2 separate regions of the Podarcis muralis genome follow, and region 2 is linked to region 1. Evidence: chromatin contacts called from public Hi-C data. All regions are on one chromosome and are shown on one strand. The core of a region is the stretch at or near the end of the contact, and the rest is flanking DNA. Distances in the headings are between cores, read along the strand shown. Region 1 holds the start of GEMIN8 (gem nuclear organelle associated protein 8). Region 2 holds the start of RAB9A (RAB9A, member RAS oncogene family).

What was found. A called contact is a pair of places that touch in the nucleus more often than the background predicts.
Region 2: a contact with region 1 is called in a Hi-C map of blood, with 4 times the contacts expected there. The contact joins the promoter of RAB9A here to the promoter of GEMIN8 in region 1. A contact is called at or near these places in 2 of 3 Hi-C or Micro-C datasets (blood and tail).

Annotation. Positions count from the first base shown.
Region 1 is chr4:67,406,943-67,412,323 of rPodMur119.hap1.1, reverse strand. It overlaps GEMIN8 (gem nuclear organelle associated protein 8), which reads right to left and starts at 3,360. Exons shown (of 3, transcript XM_028727665.2): 1 at 3,196-3,360. The coding sequence starts at 3,345.
Region 2 is chr4:67,624,172-67,629,552 of rPodMur119.hap1.1, reverse strand. It overlaps RAB9A (RAB9A, member RAS oncogene family), which reads left to right and starts at 2,767. Exons shown (of 3, transcript XM_077927502.1): 1 at 2,767-2,790. It overlaps TCEANC (transcription elongation factor A N-terminal and central domain containing), which reads left to right and starts at 2,717. Exons shown (of 2, transcript XM_028727678.2): 1 at 2,717-2,790; 2 at 4,759-5,381. The coding sequence starts at 4,767.

The DNA.
Region 1 (5,381 bases), core at 2,111-4,610:
AAGTAGCATTTTACTAGTAAACAAAGTCACTAAGGCAATTTAAAAGCTCTATCTACTCTAGATTATGCAGACATCAGAAGTCTCTGACCTTTTTCCTCAGACTAGAGAAGTGGACTTCCTCACCCAAATGTCAACTTTTTGTTGACATAAAAACAGAAAAACCACACAGAGTGGTGGACTTTCATTCACCATTATGATTTCTATAATTGCTAGCATTGCTAGAAAAATCTGATTCATCTTCTAAGTGGTTGCTGTATGTTAATGCTTGGGATTTAAATCTAAAGGAATGGAGGCTCTAAGAAACTCTGTTCTGCCTCAACATTCAGCCTTACCCTGCATTTCTGCACAAGTTAATTCTGATGGTAAATGTAATCAATTATCGCATGCATGCAAATCCCCAAGCGTGCATGAGTGGCTGGCTCTGAAACTGCTACGTCCAACAGCTGCGCCAATTTAAACCCTGTACAGCTTTAAATCCTGTACAGATTTCATTTACTGTGTCAGAAAAGTTAACTCTGTTCATCTCAGCATGACATGACTGCACATAACATGTATTTAAAAGGAAAACCAGGACCAAAGTGACCCAAATTTTGCATAAAGAAAAGTTGAACCATGCAATATGTCACACACTTTTTGGGAGGGAGGGGCAAGTGTGCAGATATGTATTTGGGTAACTCATTTTGCTTGTTAGCTTTGAGGAGGGGCAAGTAGTTCAGGCTACTGAAACACTGGCACTGGAAATCTGACTCACACAAGCACAATCCTATGTATGTCTACTCAGAAGTAAGCCCTGGTGTGTTCAACAGGATTTATTCACAGGAAATTGGGTACTGGAGTGCAGCCTAAAGGATGAACTGTAGCGACGAACACCTCAAAAGACTGGCAGATATCTGATTAGTAAATGTAGTTAGGTTGGTTGCATTGTCTTCTAGGATATTACCATATTTATGGTCATTTGCTTGTCTTTCATTTTTGAAAGACATAAAAGAGGAAGGGTAGGACAGACAGAATGCAATGCTTTCTTAACTGGAAATTAAAATGTTACCTAGACCCCATATTTCTTTGATATGTGGGCTTATCAGCAATAAAGACCAGAAAGAGGATACAGTGGTACCTCTGGTTATGAACTTAATTCATTCTGGAGGTCTGTTCGTAAGCTGAAACTGTTCTTATCCTGAGGCGCGCTTTCGCTAATGGGGCCTCCAGCATGTGATTTCCGTTCGCATCCTGGGGCAAAGTTTGCAACCCGAGGTAAAGTTCATAACCCGAGGTAAAGGTAAAGGGACCCCTGACCATTAGGTCCAGACATGACTGACTCTAGGGTTGCGACGCTCATTTCGCTTTATTGGCCGAGGGAGCCGGTGTACAGCTTCAGGGTCATGTGGCCAGCATGACTAAGCCGCTTCTGGAGAACCAGAGCGAACTTTCCCGCCAGAGCGGTACTTATTTATCTACTTGCACTTTGACGAGCTTTTGAACTGCTAGGTTGGCAGGAGCAGGGACCGAGCAACGGGAGCTCACCCCGTCGTGGGAATTCGAACTGCTGACCTTCTGATCGGCAAGTCCCAGGCTCTGTGGTTTAACCCACAGCGCCACCTGTGTCCCAATTGTACAGTGGTACCTGAGGTACCACTGTACAATTGTTCCTAGCCAAAATCTCTCACTTTAAAAAAATAGCAGTTGCCCCATGTCAGCTTCACTCTATTTTCTCACCACCTAAGTTAGTGATTTATATTTAATTATTGCATTTATATGGCGCTTTCCCTCAGAGGAGCTCAAGGCATGATTCCCCCCCCCTTCCCATTTTATCTTTACAACAACCCTGTGAGGTAGGTCAACCAAAGCGACTGTGACTGGCCCAGGGTCACCCAAGTGAGCTTCATGGCTGAGTGGGGATTTGAACCCTGGTCTCCCAGGTCCTAATCCAACCCTCTAACCACTACAGCAGAGTTATTATGCCAAGGCCAAGACATAAATGTGCGTATGAATGGAAAAGATGTATTATGCCACCCGCAATAAATATACCACACACCATTTCCTGAATTCTGGATTTCTAAATAAACAAACAAGCAACCCCTGCCCTGGAAACTAACCATAACTAGTTCTGCTCAATATATGGGATGTTTACATAAACAAAAGTAGCACAATAAAGCAAGCACCTCAGTTTTAAAGATTTGTCACTTACAGTAGACTTGCCAGACTCCATGCCCCACAACACCTCTGATTTTATTTTTCATTTCATCTACTTACGGTAATTGCATTTTTAACCCACCCTTCCACCAGGGTGGCTTGCAACAGTTCATTCCTCACCCATTTTATATGTAACTTCGCCCAATGAGCTTCAGGGCTGAATACAAATTTGAACCTGGCTCTCCAGTCTCAGTTCTGTAATCTAGCCACGGCATCACACGTTGTTCTCAATATATGCCAGCAATAAATTAACAGCTGCCTAGGAGGCAGACGTCCACCAGGGGTAGCTTTCTCCTAGCCAAGCAAGTCTTCAGGAGAATCGGTATCATATACAGTGGGCTGCTTAATTTTTTTAAAAATAATAATAATAATACAGCACTTCTGTTTATAAACCAGCTGCCCAACCTTAATCCCCTTCACCTTGAAGAGCAGAAGGCAATAAGGCCTCAGGAGCATCCTTGATATATTCTGCAAGTATTTTGAGGGCAGCAGCCCAGAACAGACCACCTCTCCTCAACTGGGTACCCTTAGCCATGGCTCAAAACATCTTGGTTGGGAAAGGCTGGTGTGGCCAAAGTTAGAGATTAGACGCCCAAATGGTCTGGCTGGGTCTCAGGAAAGCTTCCTCACCTCGCCCCTCCAGATGTTTTTGGCCTACAACTCCCATGATCCCTAGCTAGCAGCACCAGTGGTCAGGGATGATGGGAATTGTAGTCTCAAAACATCTGGAGGGCCGAGGTTGAGGAAGCCTGCTCTAAGGCATTGCGTGCCCTCCCATTAACTCGGGGAAGCGAATTCCCACGGGGCGATGGGAACAGGATGAGGGAAAGAGCAGGATCCGATCCCTCCCCTCGGCAAGAGCCGCGTGGGCAGCAAGGCACCTGCCCTTGGGAACTCCTGGTCTATTTCTCTGCTGGAGAGGCTTCAGGAGCGGCACCGGCAAAGCCCCCCCCCCCCGCCCCCCCAGGAAGCAAAAGTAACCGGCTGGGATCGGGGTAAACATACTTCGAGCGCAGGGCGCGCAGCAAGAACCGAAGACCGCGCCGCGCCCGGCTCTTCCTTCCTGCAGGCGGGGAAAGGGAAGAGGTGGAGCCTCGCTGATACGGAGAAGCCAAGCGCCTGAGCTGCGTTTCTTTCGCGGGCCGAGGGCGGCATCTGCTGGATTGGCAGCGAGTAACGCTGTGCCCGGAAAGAGAATGGGCTGTCTATGGTTCGTGCTTTAAAAGCACGTCCAACGCAGGCGCCCACCCACCCCACGTCCTGGGAACTGTAGTTTGCTCAGGGTGCTGGGAATTGCAGCTCGGGAAAATTACAGTTCCGGGGTGTGTGGGTGTGTGTGTGCTTTTAATACATTGTGTTTTAATGCCCTAACCCGCCTTAACAGTGAAAGGCAGGTAATTAATAATAATAGTAATAATCAGCTCCAGTAAGCATGACCTACAGGCAGGGATTTGTAGTCTCAACATCTGGAAGGCCAGAGGTTCCCAGCCCAATGGTCAGGCTTGGCGTCTGTGTGCACACACACTGAAAAGTGTCATCGTGTGCCATAACTTACAAGCTATGACTCCCAGAGGACAATAACTTGAAAAGAATGCACACACACACCAAAGCAAACAACAACATTGAGCTTTGTCCAAAGTTTCAAGGAAGCTCAGAAAGACTGAGCCAAACAGGAATGGGGATGAAGGTGTCTCACCTATCACCAGTGCTTTTTCCTGGGGGTACACAGGGGTACCCATACCCCTAAACATTTTGTGAATCTTAAGTTAGGCCTCATTACAGGGCAGTATTTCAATGTGAGTAGGAAAATGAGAGTAACCCTAAACAATATTTTTTTTTAAAAAAAAAAGCACTGCCCATCACTATGACAAAAGGCAATCCTCACCATTGCCACACTTCACAAAGCTGTGCATAGGAATGAGAGAGGAGTTCTGTTCCATAACTGTTCAGAGATTCCTGCACAACCGGGGTCCTATGTGACACCAAACATGAGACAAGTGGTTGTGGCTTGGGAAAACCACTTTGTGAGCCGAATTAGGATCCCTGATGGGCCTAATTAGGACTGGGCTGGAGGTTCCTCACTCCTGATTTAATATATGCAACATTTGTACAATTTTAAACTGCTCTTGGGGTGGTATTCTCTGATGAACTGGAAAATTAACCTATGGCTAATTTCATGTGTATAATGAGGAGGGGGAGAAAAGGAATCACACACAAACACAGAGAAACAGAGAAGGGGCACATCATCCATTCTTGGTTCTGACTCCACCCACTACCAGCATGTGCCCCTTGACAGATTAACCCCCAAGGTACTGTGGACCTACCCACTCCTGTTTTAGTCTAGTTAGTGAGTTTATGTTTGCTTTGGTGCATTTTATAGCCTTGGCATGCCTTGGTGTGTTGTCAGCTGCCTTTTGAATGCTTATCCTCAAAGCCAGTGTAATTTATAAATAAATAAATAGGAATACTTTGTACACGCTGGCAATCTTTGCATCTTTGGGTAAAATACATATATAATATTGCTTGACCACCCCATTAGCTTTTGACCTTGAATGCTGGTGGGAGGATGAGAGTTTAAATCCAACAGCTAAGTTGGAGAAGGCAGACCTGCTGCATAAGTAAGCACATTTGTTGAGAGTCCTACTGACCTAAAGCTGAATGTTTGTATATTTCTGATGATGTTTTCATTGCTGCTGACATTTCAAGCTAATACAGACAGCATTTGCTTGCAGCCGAATGGTCTCCAAGCAATTACAGAAGTGGAATTGCATGCAAACTGAAAAGAAATCTTTGATCTCTACAGGCCTGGCAGCCGCTCTGCTTTCTTTAATAGAGTATTGAACAAAGTCTATCATTACGGTCTTGTTTTAATTGGTTCTATAGTTTCCATCAACCCTCTTCAGCCTGATAGACAGGAGGCAGTATAACATCAAGGAACTGGAGAGTTGGCTTTCACAGACTGTTAATAGCTCTGCAAAATGACACTACTTTAAAACAAAAGGGGGGGTGGACTAATGACCCCCAAACACCTTCATTTAATAGTCATGAGTTTAGGAGATGATTATTTACAACAAGCTATCAATAACAATTGTCTCCTGGACAAACAGACTCAGGAGTGTAACAAAAAGACTCATATATAATGCAGAATATCATTCTGCATAAGGAATGCGGGTGGCACTGTGGGTTAAACC
Region 2 (5,381 bases), core at 1,518-4,017, 220 kb before region 1:
CTTCCTAATGTTTAGGTGGAATCTTCTTTCTTGTAGTTTGGATCCATTGCTCCGTGTCCGCTTCTCTGGAGCAGCAGAAAACAACCTTTCTCCCTCCTCTATGTGACATCCTTTTATATATTTGAACATGGCTATCATATCACCCCTTAACCTCCTCTTCTCCAGGCTAAACATGCCCAGCTCCCTTAGCCGTTCCTCATAAGGCATCGTTTCCAGGCCTTTGACCATTTTGGTTGCCCTCCTCTGGACACGTTCCAGTTTGTCAGTGTCCTTCTTGAACTGTGGTGCCCAGAACTGGACACAGTACTCCAGGTGAGGTCTGACCAGAGCAGAATACAGTGGCACTATTACTTCCCTTGATCTAGATGCTATACTCCTATTGATGCAGCCCAGAATTGCATTGGCAGATTGCATTGACAATTGCATTGACAATTGCATTGTCTAATCCCCTTTTAAACCAAACCAAATTGGTGGAAAAGATGGAAGGAAATCTTGATTTTCTATTGCATACCATCATGCAGTTTGCATAGTGCTTGCATCTATGGTTGCCAGCTGCCCCTACTCCAGGACACATGGGCTTCTCCTTTTGTTCCAGTGACCTCTCCAGGGTGCCTGGCAGCTGGTCCACTGTCCACCTGTGTCATCACCTTTTCTGGGCAATGGGCATCTGATATCCTGCTGCTCCAACTGTGGCAACTCCAGCTAGCCTTTCCAACGCTGGAAAACTGCTCGGTGAACTGGTGACAGAGATCAGAAGGAGGGAGAGAGATGGCTTGTGGGAGGAATATGTGGAATTAAAATGTACTTTGTCAACCTGTGCGGGGTGGGAGAGGAGAAGGCTGGCAAGTGGCGAGATGTGCAGATAAAAGGAGGTAGAAAGAAGACACTATGGAACCAGCAGGAGAAAGCCAAAAAGTAAGAGGCTGGAAGGGGATAACCATTTGAAACTCCCCAGTCATCCTTTTAAGTTGTGGATCAAAAGAGTCACATGCCAGTTTATTGTTCCTTAGTTACTCCTATGTCCCAGATGGGGTCCTTTATTTTTATTGCTCTGTCTCAGCTGGTACCCACCAGTGTAACAGGCAACTATGGTCAAGTCGCCAGTGGTAACTCACACGAGACTCCACAGTCTTGCATCCTCACTATAATATGCAAAAAGGTTTCTGTGTTTAGATTGATGTCCATGGGCACTTTCTGCACTATGGTTAAAAACACTGGTTTTGCCAGAAGTGACTTAGTTGTGCTGGCCACATGACCTGGAAAAACTGTGCGGACAAACGCCGGCTCCCTCGGCCTGTAAAGCGAGATGAGCACCGCAACCCCAGAGTTGTCTGTGACTGGACTTAACTGTCCTTTACCTTTACCTTTAAGATGGTATAGTATTGCATCCTAGCTGTATGTCTGACTAAGCCACCCAGAGTGGCTGGGGAAGCCCAGCCAGATGGGTGGGAAAAAAATAATAAAATTATCATTGTCATCATCATCATCATCATCCCCATTCCGTTCTGGTACATTTGAAGCCACTTTGTCTGGTGCATAGGTGAAAAGAATATTTTGATATTGTAATATACAATACAGCGATGCATGTAGATGTACAGCCCGTGGGAATCCTCTGCTTCCCCTGCAAATTACCAGTGCCTTTAGCAAAAACATCCAAAAGTTTTACTGATTTTAGTGCAGCTTCCAGCTGTTCTAAATGTTGGACTATACAACACCAGCAGAGGGCAGTAGATATCCAGACTTCGATCCTGCAGATGAAGGCATAAAACAGTTTTGTCTCTCTGGCGTGATTTTGCACTAAATCACTGCTATTGTAGTTTAAAAAGTTATTTCAGTATGGGTCTCTTTGCCTTTGGGAAAAGTGCTTGGTATCCCCAATGAAGAAAGTAAGAAGTCTTTATTGCAATTGCTCAGAAAGTGAAACTACCTTTAGCTTCATTCTTAATGCAGCTTTAACTTTGCAGAAGTATTCATGCACTAAAAAAGTGAAGTTTGTACAATTTCCTAAACTGCAATGAAGAGGCCAATTAGTTGGAAAGGTAGTTGTATTTTACATAAGCCCTTCTGGCTTCCACTCTTTCCAAACACTTGAGGAATGAAATTATCACCCCTCTTTTATTGTCCATTCCGAGTCGCCCAGCCACTGCCATAGAGTCCTTTCTCTTGGCAGATCAAGATGAGCAGGTGACAGCAAAGGTTGCAAGGTTTTTAGCTGGGAGAATCAGAATAAGATCCACAATTTGACTGTTGATTCATAACCCTAACATGTATTTTATATAATTGACTTTTTATTTCTGTTCTTTGTATATCGTATTGTTGTTTTATTGCTATGGCCGATGGCTGACGCAAATAAAGATTAATTCATCCATCCATCCATCCATCCATTCATTACATAAGCCTCTTTGCGGTGGAGAGGAGGAGTACGGTCTGAGTACAGTCTGTATTTCTATCGTTAAGAGCAGCAAAAAAACCCCTCCTTAATTGTGCTGTGCTTTTCGTGTTTCGACGTGTTGTGAAGTAACGTGTTGCGGCTTGCACGAGAATTGGTGGGGTAGATTGAGTTGTCACAACCCTCAGTATCTGGGCAAAGGGAGAGAGCGCCTGCGCGCCAACAAGATGCCCTGTGCGCTTCGACCGCCTCACAACAGCGACCCGCCAAGTCCCAAGCGCGCCTCGCGCGCCTCCTCGACTGCCGAGGCTCCAGAGCCAAGAGCGGGAGCGCGCGCGCACCGTGCGCCCTTCCCCCAGAGGGGCGGGGCCGGGGAAGGCGGAGGAAGCTGCTCGGGCCAGGTAAGCGGAAAGTGCGCTCGCGCGCTGCTACGTGCGCTGTTCCGGGTGGGAGGTTTGCAACGCCGGTGTGTTGCGGGGTCTCCCTGTCCCCGCCCCCCCATCCCTCCCTCCGGAAGCTGCTCCGGCCCTTTGTGGATGCCACCTCGGAGGAATGTGGCCCGCCGAACAGAGGAAGCTGCCTTATACCGGGTCTGAGCATAGGCCCATGTAATTTTGTGTTGTCCGCACGGTTTGCAAGCAGCTGTCCAGGGTTTGGGTCTCTCTCCCAGGTTTGCTGAGCCTGGGAATGGATCGTCTGCGTTCAGACGTCAGGGCTGTCGCCTATTTTTGTTTTGTTTTCCCTGGCAGGCTAAAGTGGGCTTGCCAAGGAGTTGTTTGAGAGGCAGAACTTCAAATATCCCCTGCCCCGAGCATGGAGATGCAATGGCTAAAATGACCAGAAGAAACAGAAATCAGGAAAACCAAAATGTTAATAAGGAATTGGGAAAATATATAACTTTTCTTAAAGACCACTGTAAACAGTTAAAATCGTTAGTAGGATTGGAATATCACTTGTAGTTTAATGGTGAATTTTGGATACAATGGAGAGATAAAAGATTTGGATTATTATAAAAGATGCAGGAGGAAATGATTAACAATAGGACTCACAAAGGGGAGGAGGGAAGTAAAAGAGATTCATTGGAATCTTGTTTTTATGTTGTATGTTGAATATGTGACTGTAAAATTTTAATCTGAAAAACCAAATAAATACATTTAAAGAACTTCTAATATTTTATCCCCGAGCATGGAGATACAGTGAGGGTGGAAGTTGCCACTGGTTGGCATTTGCCAACTAGTTTTCAGATGTTTGAAAGCTTCCCCATAGAAGTGGGAAACTTTTTCCTTTCTTTTCTTTCTAGCTTGAAGTTTAAGTCTCTGTGGAAGTCACACTGACACTGAAGAAGCCTTTCCCCCTGTGGGTATATGTGAATGAAAGAGTGACTTATGGATGCTAATAAATTGTGGCGGAAGGTACTCTGCACATTCTTAAGGGCCCTCTCTGCTTCACATTATGCAAGCAGAGTATTGGCAGCAGGCTCTGGAGCTCTGCTTTTGCTTGCACACACCCAATCTGTTCCCTCCATTTGACACTGCGAGCCTTGCTTTCTGTACAAGGAGCAAATGAAGAACAGCAATCTTTGAAGAGGTTCTAAATGTGACACGACTCAAGAATCACTATGTCTAAAAGTATTGAGGGACAAATGGTTTTCCTCTCAATGATTGTCATGCTTTTATTATGTTGGCAAGTGGCTTTACGGTCATTCAGTTTTTTACATGGGTGGAGTTAAGAATTCTGCAAACAGCATTTTGTAAAGTCTACCTGATAAAATGTAGGAGCCCCGGGATTCCATGTTTGTATAACTAGGATTCAGCACACCCTCGAATCACCGTTTGCTGGGTTTTTGTTGCCAAGCCCACTGTTTTTCTTCTTCCTATCAGCTGAACAGCTCCCATGAGATGCATTTTGCATTTGGTTGTGTTCTATGCTTGGTAGACAGTCTCTACTGTGGCCTTATGAAAGCTGAAATACCTATCACAGTATTCTGTGCTTAAAAGATATCACAGGGTGCAATTATTAACACTTCAATTACATAATGTACAGATGTTCTATGTTTACTTAAAGGTAAGCCCCAGTGAGCTCAGTGAGTGAATAAGATTACAAGCCCTTTTTATTTTATGTAGTTAAAAGGTTTGCACTCTGCATTTTTGCCCTTAAAGAACCACAGTGTGTTAATCACTATTGAAGGTGCAAACATTGCAATGACATTCGTATCTAGCGTTCTATGAAACATTTTATAGAATAGGTTTTGAGAAAGACCCTGTGTCATCTGAGAAATTATCTGAATCGGAGCTCTTCTGTTATACTTCTGCCCTTAATACAATTCTGTAGTGGCTGTAGAAAAGATGAATCTGCTTCTTTCATTACAGGATCTGAAATGTCTTACAAAAAAGTTTTCATGACTAGAGCTAATTGTATAGAAAACCTGCTCTCTGAAAAAAAATACGAAGATATTGGAAGTCATCTTGTGTATCTTGAAACTGTTGACATGACTGTAGACTGTCTACAGGAAACAGATATTGCCAAAGCTGTGTTTAGAATCCTCAAGAACTGTCCCTCTGTGGTACTGAAAAATAAGGCAAAGCATTTACTATCGAAGTGGAAAACACTTTATAAGCATCATTACAATCAATGCATACAAATTAAGCCAATATTACCTGATAATGCAAAAGAAGATTCTGATCCCCTTAACGTAGTCCTGGCGGATGCAAACACTTCTGGAAAACCGAATCAGCATGAGATGTTAGGCCCTGCCAGTTCCAAGAGTTGCCTGCTATCAGAAAACCATCCACAAGATACTGGAAGTAATGTGCAAAAAGACAACGCAATTCAGCCTGCACTTCAAGAGCATGTGAGTTCTGTTAGTGAAACAAGCCCATTTCAGGTTCATACTACAGCTATGAGATGCAAATGTATAGAGCTTCTTTATGAAGCTTTGATTGACTCAACAAGTAATGCAAGTGAAAAGCACCACAAGATTGCTGAAGAAGTT